2 separate regions of the Solanum lycopersicum genome follow, and region 2 is linked to region 1. Evidence: chromatin contacts called from public promoter capture Hi-C data. All regions are on one chromosome and are shown on one strand. The core of a region is the stretch at or near the end of the contact, and the rest is flanking DNA. Distances in the headings are between cores, read along the strand shown.

Evidence for each region. Promoter capture Hi-C pulls out the DNA fragments that hold promoters and counts their contacts.
Region 2: a contact with region 1 is called in a promoter capture Hi-C map of leaf, with 9 times the contacts expected there. The contact joins the promoter of LOC101262983 here to the promoter of LOC101250102 in region 1. A contact is called at or near these places in 1 of 1 promoter capture datasets (leaf), 3 of 8 Hi-C or Micro-C datasets (all in leaf) and 1 of 1 datasets of contacts at active chromatin or transcription factors (leaf).

What each region holds. Positions count from the first base shown.
Region 1 is chr11:33,115,995-33,122,811 of SLM_r2.1, reverse strand. LOC101250102 (protein NRT1/ PTR FAMILY 6.1) reads left to right here and starts at 2,713. Exons shown (of 4, transcript XM_004253185.5): 1 at 2,713-2,855; 2 at 3,812-4,341; 3 at 4,676-5,256; 4 at 5,400-6,775. The coding sequence starts at 3,886. The coding sequence ends at 6,324.
Region 2 is chr11:33,527,458-33,534,274 of SLM_r2.1, reverse strand. It overlaps LOC101262983 (probable protein S-acyltransferase 7), which reads left to right and starts at 4,327. Exons shown (of 6, transcript XM_010314822.4): 1 at 4,327-5,547; 2 at 6,118-6,300. The coding sequence starts at 5,437.

The sequences.
Region 1 (6,817 bases), core at 1,464-3,963:
CACAATCACATAATCATATTCATGCAAACATACAATTAAGCATATAGTAGGGTTTACAATACTACCAATACATATCATTCTCTATTAAGAGTTTACTATGAAAGCATGAAAACCATAACCTACCTCCACCAAAGAATTGAAATCAAGCAAGTTAATCCTCAAAGCTTGGTGCTTTCCTCTTCTCTCGATCAACTTTCTCTCTCTTTCTCTTGTTCTTTCTATTTTCTTTTTTCAAACCCTCTTTCTTTTACCCTAATTAGTATATAATTAAGAATAAAAGATGGCAATAATACCCCACTAATTAACTTAAGGTTACCTCTTTTAACCCCCAAGAATTTGAGTTATTAATATAAACCCACGAACTTTATAATTAAGGCAAGAATAGTCAAAAACGTCCCTTAAAACTTAACCAGAAATCCGACTCCAACTGGGATTACGCAAGTTGTGACGGGCCGTCGCTCCTGCGACGGTCCGTCCTGCTGTCCGTCGCATAGTTCAGAAACTTGATTTTGGGTGAATGGCCTGTGACGGTCCGTCACACCTGTGACGGTCCGTCCTGCCACTCCGTTACGAAGTTCAGAGAGTCGATTTTCAGTATCCAATTTCAGATTTTCTAAGTGTTTTGAAACGAGACCCTGTGATGGTCCGTCGTGCCCATGACGGTCCGTCGTGGAGTCCGTCGCCTCAGCCTGTTTTTCCAGAAATAAAATCTGCTGCTCAAAACGACTAAACAGGTCGTTACATATAGTTAGTATGTATTTTTGTATTTCATAGATTTAATGTATTTTGTATTCATAGATTTGGAAGTGTATATGAATTTTTGATTATGTTATAATTAGTATGTATTTTTGTATTTCGTAGATTTAATGTATTTTGTATTCTGTTTTTTTTTGTATTAGTTATGTCGATGTTGAGAGTTTTAAGCGTCTGTTACTTTTTAAAAGTTTTCTCTTCCCTAAAGAGCTCTTATTTGTTATATAAATTTTGTATTCTTTTTAATTAAACCAAGTAATTGAAAAAAAATTAACATACACAATAAGATAAAATTTTGACATTATCACTAAATATTGAAACTATTGACACAATATCCTATTAAATATTAAAATATTAACATTTTAAAAAAATTTCCCTATATTATTTGGCAGAAAAAAACAGCATTAAAGCTTCTTTTATGGTTCCAAAATAAATGATCCATGTGTTGGTTGGGGGCTTCATGGATCCACTCATTTAATTTTCAGTCCTAATTTTTATTCTTCTCAATTTAAGTCATCTAGTCAAAGTGTCAAACTCTTTTTTTCACACTTTAAAAGCTTATTCAGAAGTTAGTTGGATTTAATGTAGTTAAGTGTAATTAGACTGTTTGGCATGTTTGATTGGTTATGCAGGTAATTGAATATAATTGATAAAGGTAATTATACTTTCTAATTGTCATGAGGGGCTGACTAATTCAACTGATCACATTTTTAATTTTTGATTTTATTTTTTTATCTGATATTCAATATCCACATTGAAAATTGATTAATTCTGATTTTGTGATATTTGGAATCCCACTAGGAGGAGAATGTTTCTTGCCAAGAATTTTTTTCTATTAGGATCAAATCCAAAATCTCTAATTAAGAGGGAATAATATCATCCACTATATCATATCCTTTGATGGTCACACTTATACATACCAACAAAGATATGTTGTGTATACACAACATGACCTAATTATATTAAATAGTTACTAAAATTTTGTGTTAAGCACGAATCCAATATTTGTTTATAAATTTATCTTTCAAGTGGTGTTAATTAAATAATATTAAAAATCTTATTAAGTATAAAATAAATATATGATAAATATTATTAATGTTGATAAGTTTTAAATGACACTGATAAAATAATTTTATATTTTTTTCCTAAAATAAATTATGATATATATTTGTGTGTTAGTAAATTATCTCATTCTTTTTTTATGCAAAACTAATTTGAAGAGGTTCATTGGGATGTTCATAATGAAAATATTTTTCTTACCATTAATTTTTTATTCAATGTAGTTCTAAAATTTACACAAATATTATCATCGACATTCAATATAATATAGCTATAACTAAAAGATATGAATTTAAAGCAAAAAGATACCACTAAAGGGGTACAATAATTTGGCAAAAACTATACACTAATTAAACTAAAATAAAACAAGAAAAACACTTTTTAAATATTTTCAAAAATGTCCTTGCTAAAGAAGATATGTCGACGGAAACATGTCTGCTTCAACCTTAAACTCTCTCTTATATAATATTCACTCTGTTTCTAATTACTTGTACACTTTAAATCAAGAAAGGATATTTTTTTATCTATAATATCCTCAATTAAATAACTAATTATTTTGAAAAATTTTCATCCACTTCATAATTAATAAGAATAAAATGATAAACTCACTATTTCATTAATTATTTTCTTAATAGGTGTGCTAATTAAAAAATGAAAAGTAATTAAGAACAGAAGAACTAAGAGAAAATATTTTCAAAAATGCCATTGCTGAGTCGATGAATACGTGTCTGCTTCGTTGTTATATAGTAAGAGGATATATTTTTATTGGACTTGCATTTATAATGCTAATATAATTATAGATAGTAGTGTAGTAGAAAGTAGCAAGTGTGCTGACCCATAAATCCTTCAAAAATAGGCTCAATAAATGAATTGATTGAGAAGTACATTTACTTCCTATCTACCTAACAAACTTTAATTTCTTATCTGTCATGAAAAAGATGACTTAACATTTTTTTGGTTTTATTTACTACTATATACATCACCTACTATTTGGACTACTAAAAGTCATCACAAAACTTTTTGTTGTTAATCCAAATTCTAAGGTATGTTACTTAAAAATGCTATTTTGGTGTTGTTTTTTAATCCATTATCATGAAAATATACAAATGTTCTTACAAAGTTATAATCTTTTTATCTTATGGTAATTCAAGTAGGTTGAGTGTTAAAAAATTTCTTGTATATGACACTATTTAGAGTTGTCAAAGTCATTCTTGAATTTTTCTATAACAACAAGAACTATGGCTCAATTCCAAGATTGTGAGTCTAGAAGTTTCTAAACTTTAGGTCCTAAGGCGGATCTAAGGTGGGTTCTGTGATTTTAGTGAACTCATTGCTTTCGCCTCGAACTATATAGTTATGTACAAGAAAACTTTGAAATGTTTCTGTAGATTAAGATCACATTATTTCGTAGTCATTACTCTTCTTTCCTCTATGTGTCTGTCGCGTGCTGCTCTCCGTATCACATTATTTCATTGTTGTTACTGCTCGGAAATGCTTTATTTTAAGCCGAGACAACCTATATATCTCTATGAGGTAGGTGTAAGGTCTGCATACACTGTATCTCCTCCGACTCTACTTGTGAGATTACATTGGGTATATTTTTGTTGACTCTAGATCCTGAATTCGTTTTTGTATAATTTGGAGTCCAGGCAATGAAGGAAATCTTGGTAGGATGTTATTCTACTAAAGTGTTTCCAAATCTTGACATTATAATCCTTACCATAATACTATGTGTATATATTCAGAGGCGGATCTTGGACCGTCCCATGATTCAACTGAACTCACTACTTTCAGCTCTAACTATATACATCACACTCGTTTTGAACTCACGGACTCTAGGCAATGGAGGAAAGCTTTTATGATGTTAAAGTCACACTCGTTCTGGACTAATCGATTTAGATACATTAGACTCTAGGCAATGGAGGAAATGTTGTTGAATGTTATTCAACTAATTATTTTGAAATCTTGTCATAAGTCTTACAAGCTTTCTCTTTTTCAGTTTCAGCGATTGTGTATATGAAGTGTGTGTGATAAAGAAAGTAGGAAGAGGAGGGAACTTGTAGAGTTGAAAGAATGGGAAGTAAAGAAAGGGAAATCAAATCGCCTGAAGTTCAGTTAGGAGGGAATTCTACTCCAAAACGGGGTTCAAAGAAACTCGGAATCTACTTCCTTGAATCGGATGATAGGAAAACAGCTTTTGGACGTGGTTATAGTGGTGGAGTAGGAGGAGCTACTCCTGTGAATATCCATGGGAAGCCTATTCCGGATATAAACAAGACAGGTGGCTGGATAGCTGCCTTGTTCATTTTCGGAAATGAAATGGCTGAGAGAATGGCTTACTTTGGCCTATCTGTTAACATGGTGGCGTTCATGTTCTACGTTATGCACAGGCCTTTTTCTAGTTCTGCCAGTGCTGTTAACAATTTTTTGGGCATATCACAGGCTTCCTCTGTGTTGGGTGGTTTCATTGCTGACGCTTACCTTGGTAGATACTGGACTATTGCTATCTTTACCACCATTTATCTAGCGGTAATTATATTCGATGAATAATTTGCTTGCCTATTGTTTGATCACTTCATTCAAGTAAAGATCTTACTCCTCTGTTGCAATTTGTTTATACTACTTTCTTTTTTAGTCTGTTTAAAAAAAATGTCTCTTAACTTTTCGGCAACTCTCTTATTCTAACTTCCCAGATGACATGTTTAAGATCACTAGACTAAAGGGCGTATTTTGGTTTAAAACCACAAAATTCAAAAGTCTTCTTTACTTCTTAAACTCCGTGTCAAATCAAAACCAAACAAACAAATTGAAACGAAGGGATTAAAAGATAGTAACATTCACTTACTTCTTTATGGTTATGTAGGGATTGACAGGAATAACATTAGTAGCAACTATTAAGGTATTTGTGCCCAATCAAGATCAGTGTGATCAGATTGCCCTTCTTCTAGGAAACTGTGAACCAGCGAAATCTTGGCAAATGATGTACTTATACACAGTGTTATATGTGACGGGATTCGGAGCAGCAGGGATAAGGCCTTGTGTCTCATCATTCGGGGCTGATCAATTCGATGAGAGAAGCAGAAACTACAGGTCACACCTGGACAGGTTTTTTAACTTCTTTTACCTGTCAGTCACAGTTGGGGCCATCGTGGCCTTCACCGCAGTTGTGTATATTCAAATGAAACATGGATGGGGAGCTGCTTTTGGGTCATTGGCAATTGCCATGGGCCTGTCCAACATGTTATTCTTTGCTGGCACTCCTATGTATAGGCATAGGTTGCCTGGAGGCAGTCCTCTCACGCGTGTTGCGCAAGTCCTAGTTGCTGCCTTCCGCAAGAGGAATGTTTCATTCCAAAGCAGCGAGTTTGTAGGCTTGTATGAACTTCCTGGTAAAAGATCTGCTATCAAGGGCAGCAGCAAGATAGCTCATACCGATGAATTCAGGTAAGTTTTTAAGGTTGCTCCTTTTTTTCACTTTCTTCATGTTGTTGAATTGTGTTATGGTCACATTTATAAGCTTAAGCTGTTAGGTAAAACATACTTTTGTTTACTTAATTATGTCTTCACTATATGTGTGCCCAATGTAGATATTTGGACAAAGCAGCTCTGCAGCTAAAAGATGATGATGGTGCCAATCCTTGGCGGCTTTGCACCGTGACTCAAGTAGAAGAAGTTAAAATCCTTCTGAAACTTCTTCCGATTCCAGCCTGCACTATAATGTTAAGTGTGGTTCTTACGGAGTACTTGACTCTATCAGTCCAACAGGCATATACGTTGAACACTCACATGGGACATTTGAAACTTCCTGTCACCTGCATGCCAGTCTTTCCAGGCCTCAGCATATTTGTTCTGCTCTCCCTCTATTACTCTGTGTTTGTTCCAATATCTAGGCAGATCACTGGCAACCCCCATGGTGCTTCTCAGCTTCAGAGAGTTGGCATTGGCTTGGCAGTCTCTATACTCTCGGTGGCGTGGGCTGGTGTCTTTGAGAGGTACCGAAGAACTTACGCAATACAACATGGTTATGAGGCTAGTTTTTTGACTCAAATGCCTGACCTCAGTGCCTATTGGTTACTAATCCAATATTGTCTAATTGGGATAGCTGAAGTATTTTGCATAGTGGGATTACTCGAATTTCTGTATGAAGAGGCTCCTGATGCAATGAGAAGCATTGGTTCAGCTTATGCTGCTGTGGCTGGTGGTCTTGGTTGTTTTGCAGCCACCATTTTGAACAGCATTGTCAAGTCTGTCACACGGGGAAAAGGCGAAACACGAGAATCCTGGCTTTCCCAGAACATAAACACTGGCAGATTCGACTACTTCTATTGGCTCCTCACTGTCATGAGTCTCATCAATTTTGCTGCATTTCTTTATGCAGCACATTGTTATCAGTACAGATCAAAGGATGGGACTGACAGACAAAGTGAGAAAGGGCCTGGATCCGATCATACCAGTATTAACGCACAAGATCCCATTAAAAATCCGCAGTTAAGTGTGTTTGGGCGAGAGTAGTACCCTTGGAAATCCTTGGGTTGCGTCCCTTGCTCACAAAATGTGAAAAAAGAGCATACCTTTGCCACTATCTCAACCACTACTAGTAAGTAACGTTGTTCCTTAACAAAGACGAAAAAAGAAAGAAAAATCTATTCTTGTAAGTGACAGTTATAGTAGGGTGCCGAGGGTGTACCAAAAACAACCTTTCTGCCCCCACAAAGGTAGGGGGGTAAGCTCTGCGTACATCCTAATCTTCACAGACTCCACTTGTGGGACTTCACTAGATATGTTGTCGTTGTTGACATAGTAATATTAGGAGGCAAATGAAGCCAAGACCTGAGAAAGAAACGAATTACTCTCAGTTACTGGAAAATAATAGGATATATGGCTATTCATTCATGGTGTTTTATCTTGTAATGTTGTTGAGATTGTTCATCAATTGATTCTTGCACACTTGAGCATGTTGAAATGTTGATGTCTTGGAACTTTCGACTTAGCCATTTCTTCCGTA
Region 2 (6,817 bases), core at 3,078-5,577, 410 kb before region 1:
AACTAGTTCTATATAATGTCAAGCATGCTCCAGATTTTCGCTTGAATTTGATTTCTATGGGATATCTTGATGATGAGGTTTATGTTAATACACTTGGTGTTGGCCAGTGGAAGCTTACTAGAGGTTTGATGGTTGTGGCCCGTGGTGACAAGTTGTCTAACTTGTATGTATTTCAGGGCTCCATGTCCAGAGACTCAGTAAATTTGGTGGAGAATGATACTTCATCAGAGTTATGGCATAGAAGGCTGAGTCATATGAGCGAGAAGGGGATTGATAGTTTGTCTAAGAAAAATTTGCTTTCTGGAGTGAAACAAGCAAAGTTGAAGAAATGTGTTCATTGCTTAGCCGGTAAACTGAAAAGAGTTTCTTTTCAGAGTCATCCGCCTTCAAGAAAGCTTGATTTGCTGGAGTTGGTACATTCTGATTTGTGTGGTCCTTTTAAGGTAAGTTCTCATGGTGGTGCACTTTACTTTGTGACTTTTATTGATGATCATTCTCGCAAACTCTGGGTATTTCCTTTGAAGTCCAAGGATCAAGTACTTGATGTGTTCAAGAGTTTTCAGGCCTTGGTTGAAAGACAAACAGGGAAGACATTGGAATACATCCGCTCAGATAATGGCGGTGAGTATATTGGTCCTTTTGATAGATATTACAGAGAGCAGGGTATTAGACATCAGAAAAATCCTCCAAAGACTCCTTAGTTAAATGGTTTAGCAGAGAGGATGAACAGAACTCTAGTTGAGAGGGTTAGATGTATGCTTTCAGATGCTAAGCTGTCAAATTCCTTTTCGGCAGAAGCACTTAATACTGCTGCTTATGTTATCAAAATTTATCTCCTGCTGTTGCTTTAGATGGTGATGTCCCTGACAGAGTTTGGACTGGTAAGAATGTTTCTTATGATCATCTTAGAGTCTTTGGGTGTAAAGCCTTTGTACATGTTCCTAAGGATGAAAGATCAAAGTTGGATGTTAAAACTAGGCAGTGTATCTTCATTGGTTATGGTCAAGATGAATTTGGTTATCGTTTCTATGATCCTGTTGAGAAGAAACTTGTTAAGATTTTGACAAAGCTGACAAGGCTGATTTTCAGAGTAGTGAGAGCTTAGTTGATGTTGATCCAGTTCCTTTGACTATTGCACCGGAAGAAAATCTTCATAATGATGAAAATCAAGTTGATAATGAAGATGGTGATCATGTTCAGAATGATCGGCATGATGTTGTTGATGCTCCAGTGCAAGATGATGTGGTTGTCCAACAACCAATTATAGATGCTCCAGAGAGTTCTCTCAGACGATCTAGTAGAGAGAGAATTCCCTCATCTCGTTATTCTCCCAATGAGTATGTACTCTTGACTGACGGGGGAGAACCTGAGAGTCTTGATGAGTCCATGGAAAGTGAAGAAAAAGAAAGGTGGTTTGATGCTATGGAAGATGATTAAATCCTTGCATGATAATCATACCTTTGATTTGGTTAAGTTACCTAAAGACAAAAGCTTTTAAAAACAGGTAGGTTTTTCGGTAGAAACATGAAGATGGTAATCCAGTTCCACGGTACAAAGCTAGATTAGTTGTCAAGGGATTTAATCAGAAAAGGGGAGTTGATTTTGATGATATTCTCTCCAGTTGTGAAGATGTCATCCATTCGTGTGGTTCTAGGCTTGGCTGCAAGTCTAGATTTAGAGGCTAAGAAAATGGATGTTAAAACTGCTTTCCTCCATGGTGACTTAGATGAAGAAATTTATATGGAGCAACCGGAAGGTTTTGAAGTCAAGGGTAAAGAGAATTATGTTTGCAAATTGAAGAAGAGCTTGTATGGTTTGAAACAAGCTCCCGGGCAGTGGTACAGGAAGTTTGGTTCTTTTATGAGTCAGCAGGGCTTCAAGAAGACTTCTTCAGACCATTGTGTTTTTGTGCAAAAGTTCTCTGATGGTGACTTTATTATTGTGTTGCTTTATGTTGATGACAATCTTGTTGTTGGTCATATACTCGCAGGATTCAGAAGTTGAAGCAAGAGTTGATTAAGTCTTTTGCTATGAAATACTTAGGACCAGCAAGGCAGATTCTTGGCATGCAGATTGTCCGTGATAGAAAGGCCAAGAAATTGGTATTATCACAAGAGAAGTACATTCAGAAAGTACTTCGCAGATTCAGCATGGACAAAGCTAAGGTTGTCAGTACACCTTTAGCTATGCACTTCAAATTGAGCACGAAACAGTGTCCTTCTAGTGATGATGAGAAGGAAGATATGAAGAAAGTTCCTTATGCTTCAGCTGTTGGTAGTTTGATGTATGTGATGGTTTGTACAAGACCGATATTGCTCACGCTGTTGGAGTTGTTAGCCGTTTTCTTTCTAATTCGAGAAGAGAACATTGGAATGTTGTGAAGTGGGTTATGAGATATCTCTGTGGCACTTCTAGTCTGAGTTTGTGTTTTGGTACAGGGAAGCCTATTCTTTGTTGTTATACTGATTCAGACATAGCTGGTGATGTTGATACTCGCAAGTCTACTTCAGGGTACTTGGTTACTTTTGCAGGGGGGCTGTGTCTTGGCAATCTAGGTTGCAAAAATGTGTTGCTCTATCTACTACAGAAGATGAGTTTATTGTTGTCGTTGAAGCTTGTAAAGAATTGCTTTGGAAGAAGAGATTCTTGGGGAAACTTGGTTATGCTCAAGATAGGTATGTGCTTTATTGTGACAGTCAAAGTGCTATACATCTTGGCAAGAATTCTACATTCCATGGTCGGTCTAAACACACTGATGTGAGATACCATTGGATTCGAGATGTGTTGGATTCTAAGTTGCTTGAGCTTGAAAATATTCATACAAATGACAATGGTTCAAATATGATGACTAAAGCTTTGCCAAGAGGGAAGTTTGAAGATTGTTGCATGGTCGCCAGGATGGCGGTCTCCTCCACATAGTCGTGAGGGGGAGAATTGTTGGGTTATGGGCCTTTTCCCCTTCCTATGTGGATAAATAAAAGCCCAATTTGGACCAACCCATTTATGCCCATAGGCCCATTCTTATGAGGCAAATATAAGCCTATTTATGTGTTATTTTTATATACACAAAGAGTTTTTTCAGCAGCCAAAAAAAGAGAAAGAAAGCAGTTTTTGCAGTCAAAATTCAGCCCTAACAGCCAACTTCAAATTGCGATTCCCGCTTCGTTTCTTGTCCGATTGAGCTGATTTTTAGACAGCATATTATCTTCATCTCAATCTTTGATTAGAAACTGACAGAGTTGGATTTGGTGGCCTGCAGCTTCAGTTTTGCTGTCATGAACAATAGTTGCGAAATTGGTGATTTTGCTCCTTTAATTCTCTAGATTTGGTGCAATCTTATTTTGTTGTTTCTCGTTGTTTGGCACTTGTTTTGTGGCCAATTTTGGAGAACAATATTGTAACTCTTGGTGATTATGGTGGAGCTTTTGGTCCCGTGGTTTTTTACTCTTCACATCGAAGGGTTTTCCACGTAAATCTTGTGTGATTGGTTTATTATTGCCTTGTTATATTTGTTTGGTTGAATTACTTGCTGCCTTACTATCATATTGCTTGTGGTTGTTTGTCTTTTCTTGGTTCAAATCGAGAAGAGAAAGTATAGGCTTGGGTATTCTTCCGTTGTTATCCTGTCAGACATTCTTTGTTAGTGTCTTGTCTTTCCCAACAATAAAAACAACAAACTTATATATATGAAAATAATAAAGTTTCTGATTAAAAATAATAAAACTAATTAATAGGATAAATAGGTAAGTTATCACTTTAATACATAGTATAACTAATATTCACATAACTTATTCGACCTTCTACTTTGCATAACTTTTATACATAGATATTCCCTCATAAGCTATGTTGGTATTAATTATATAGGACTACAAAAATGCAATCAAACATGGTATAAGTTATGTTGATTTTTCTACCTAAACAAAAATTTCTACCAAACATAGTATAACTTAGTACATTGTTTAATACATGAATAAAAAGTAAGTTATACTGTAACCAAACGGCCCCTTAGGTTAATATTTCTTTATAGATATTTATATTTTTATTTTTAAAAAAAACTTAATAAATATTATAAAAATAATTTTATTCGTGAATTTGATTAACAAATAATAATATTAATATAATATAATATTATTTGTCAATATTTATGATAATTTTTTAAATTTATATTTTATAATTTAATTTAATAATTAAAAATATATAAATTTTAAAATAAATTGATCCGGCAAGTCTCTATTCCACATATTTGTAAGTTGGTTCAATTACATTTTAGACCCACAATAAAAATTAATTAATTTGATCATGTAAGTGTCAAACCATATATGAGTTAGCTCGAATGAATGGGTAATCCATAATCCCTATTGACATGTTCAGTGAATTGGAGAACTAAACATAGAAATGGAGACTAAAATAGAGATAAATTGAAGATGTTTAACCTAAATCGAAATCATTTTTATTAGTTTCCCTTTTTTTCCCTTCATTTGACTTTTATTAGTGTAGTGTGGAACCACCGGAGATGGACGCCGGGAAAGGAGCGATGTGGCTGGATGGACCCAACGGGGAGAGACGCCGGAAAATTAGCGGTGATGGCGGATGTAACCACCGGGGAGAGAGATTGGACCAAGCTCACTCCAACTCAGTAGATAAACAAATAAAGGGTCAAAAATCAAAATATATAGGGAGCGGTTGAGAGTAAATTCAGAGAATTGAGGTGAACGGTATTGCTTAATTCTCATAATTGCAAAATTAGCTTCTAATGGATTTTGCTTTTCTTCCTTTCTCTCGCCTCTCTCTCCTTCAGCTTCACACTTTCAATTCTTACAAACATTAACATATCATACCAATATTTTCCAGTTATAGAAGGAGGAGAGAGCCCGAACCTATATTTTCATCCAACAAAAACCATACCTATTACTACTATTTTATTTCACATAAAAACAAATTTGTTGTTTGTTCATTGGAATATTGTTGGAATTGTGTTACATTTGGAAAATTCTCGATTTGGGTATTAGGTTTGTTGTATTAATAGCATTTTACACAAGTCCCTAAATTCCCAAATTGTTGGAAATTGTGTTTATTTCACAAAAGTATCCATTTAGGTGCAAAAGACAGAATTTTACGAGAAGAAAAAGGATTTGCTGTGTCTCTAAATTTCCAAATTGGGCATATTTGGGGTTTGTTTGCTTTTCTGTGCATTGTAAGATTGTTGGGGATTGTGTTTATTTCCCAAAATTCTCAATTGGGGTATTTATAAAGACTTGTTCTATCGATCACGAAAAGGCCTTTTGTCATTTTATTGATTTATGTGTTCCATGGCAAGATTGTTGATTGAGGTTCAAGCTTTCATCACTGTAGCTATAAAGATTGGATAAAGACACAGATGCTTGAATTTGTAATTGATTGGAGATCCGTGAGATCTCCGTCAGCTTGCCAAGGAAAATGTATTCACCTCCCCCGTCTTCTACTAGCACCCGATGTGATTCCAAAGAGAGAATTGACAACACTAATGGCTCACAATTGCGACTTTATCAAGTTTGGCAAGGAAGAAATGTACTGCTGATCTTTTTCTTTGTGTTTCTCCTGAATTTATATATATTTTGGTTTGCAAGAACCACGTTGTTCAATTATCATCCTTTTGCATTAAGTGTTTTCTCCAAACATTATAAATTTAACCGTGGCTTCTTCCCGTCTACCTAAGTCTTGGTGGGTAGAGTTACTCAATACTAATGCTTGGTGGGAGGTAGCAGCTACCCAATGTAATAGTAAAGGAATGCCACCGTCAGAAAAAGATAAATTGAACTCCAAGTATTCCACAAAAAAATATCAATGGGACTTGAGCTAGCTATTCATCACGGTTTGGCAATCTTTACATGGTTGTTAACCTATCGCAACCCTGCTCGTTTAGTGGGACTTGAGCTAGCTATTTTTAGGCAGCGAATTATGATGAAACTTTACTTTAGTGTAGAATAGGCAACAGAAGTGAAAAGTAAAGGCTGCGGAAATAGCCTGTCACTGTTTGAACTGTTTTTCCAATTTTACTATATTATTTGTAAACTGAAGCTGGTGAAAGAAATCATTATAGTCCCTACTATCTCATTATAGTCTTTTATATCTTTGCAGAGATTCTACCTTGGAGGCAGACTTGTTTTTGGTCCAGATATTAGAGCACTGTTTCTTACGTTGTTCTTGATCCTATTTCCAGTAGCATTGTTTTGTGCTTTTGTTTCGAGAGAACTCATCAATGCATTTCCCCACCGATTTGGCTATCTTATTATGGCCATATCTCTTCTCTTCTCAGTCTTTGTGAGTTTTCTTCTTCTTTTATTTGACTGTTACTGCTTTATCTGTTTCCAATCCATCTTTATCTGCTGTTACTTTTAGTCCATCAATGTTAGGATGCAAGATAATAAATGAATCAGGTGAAAAACGAATACATCCCGTTTGGTGACAATGCCATTCACTCGCAGACATAAATTGGATCAAACTAGGTTATTATAACTATGCCAAGTGTGGCAGCTACTTTATCACTGGCTCTATTATATAAAAAAGACAGTAAAATATCATATCCCCTTTCTGTCAAAAATTTAGTTATAATTCATGCAAGCCATCCGGTAATCAGCATTTTTAGTATGTGCCATGCTTTTCCCTTAGATGTAGGCATTTTCTTCTGCTCATGCAGTTTGTTTGCTCTAAGAATTACTACTTATCTTATTTAGCATACCATGTTCTTTATTTTATGAATATGTATAAACTATAAGTATGCAAAAATGACGCATGGTTTGATGCATGAGCATCCACCAAGAGGCGATCTTTGTATATT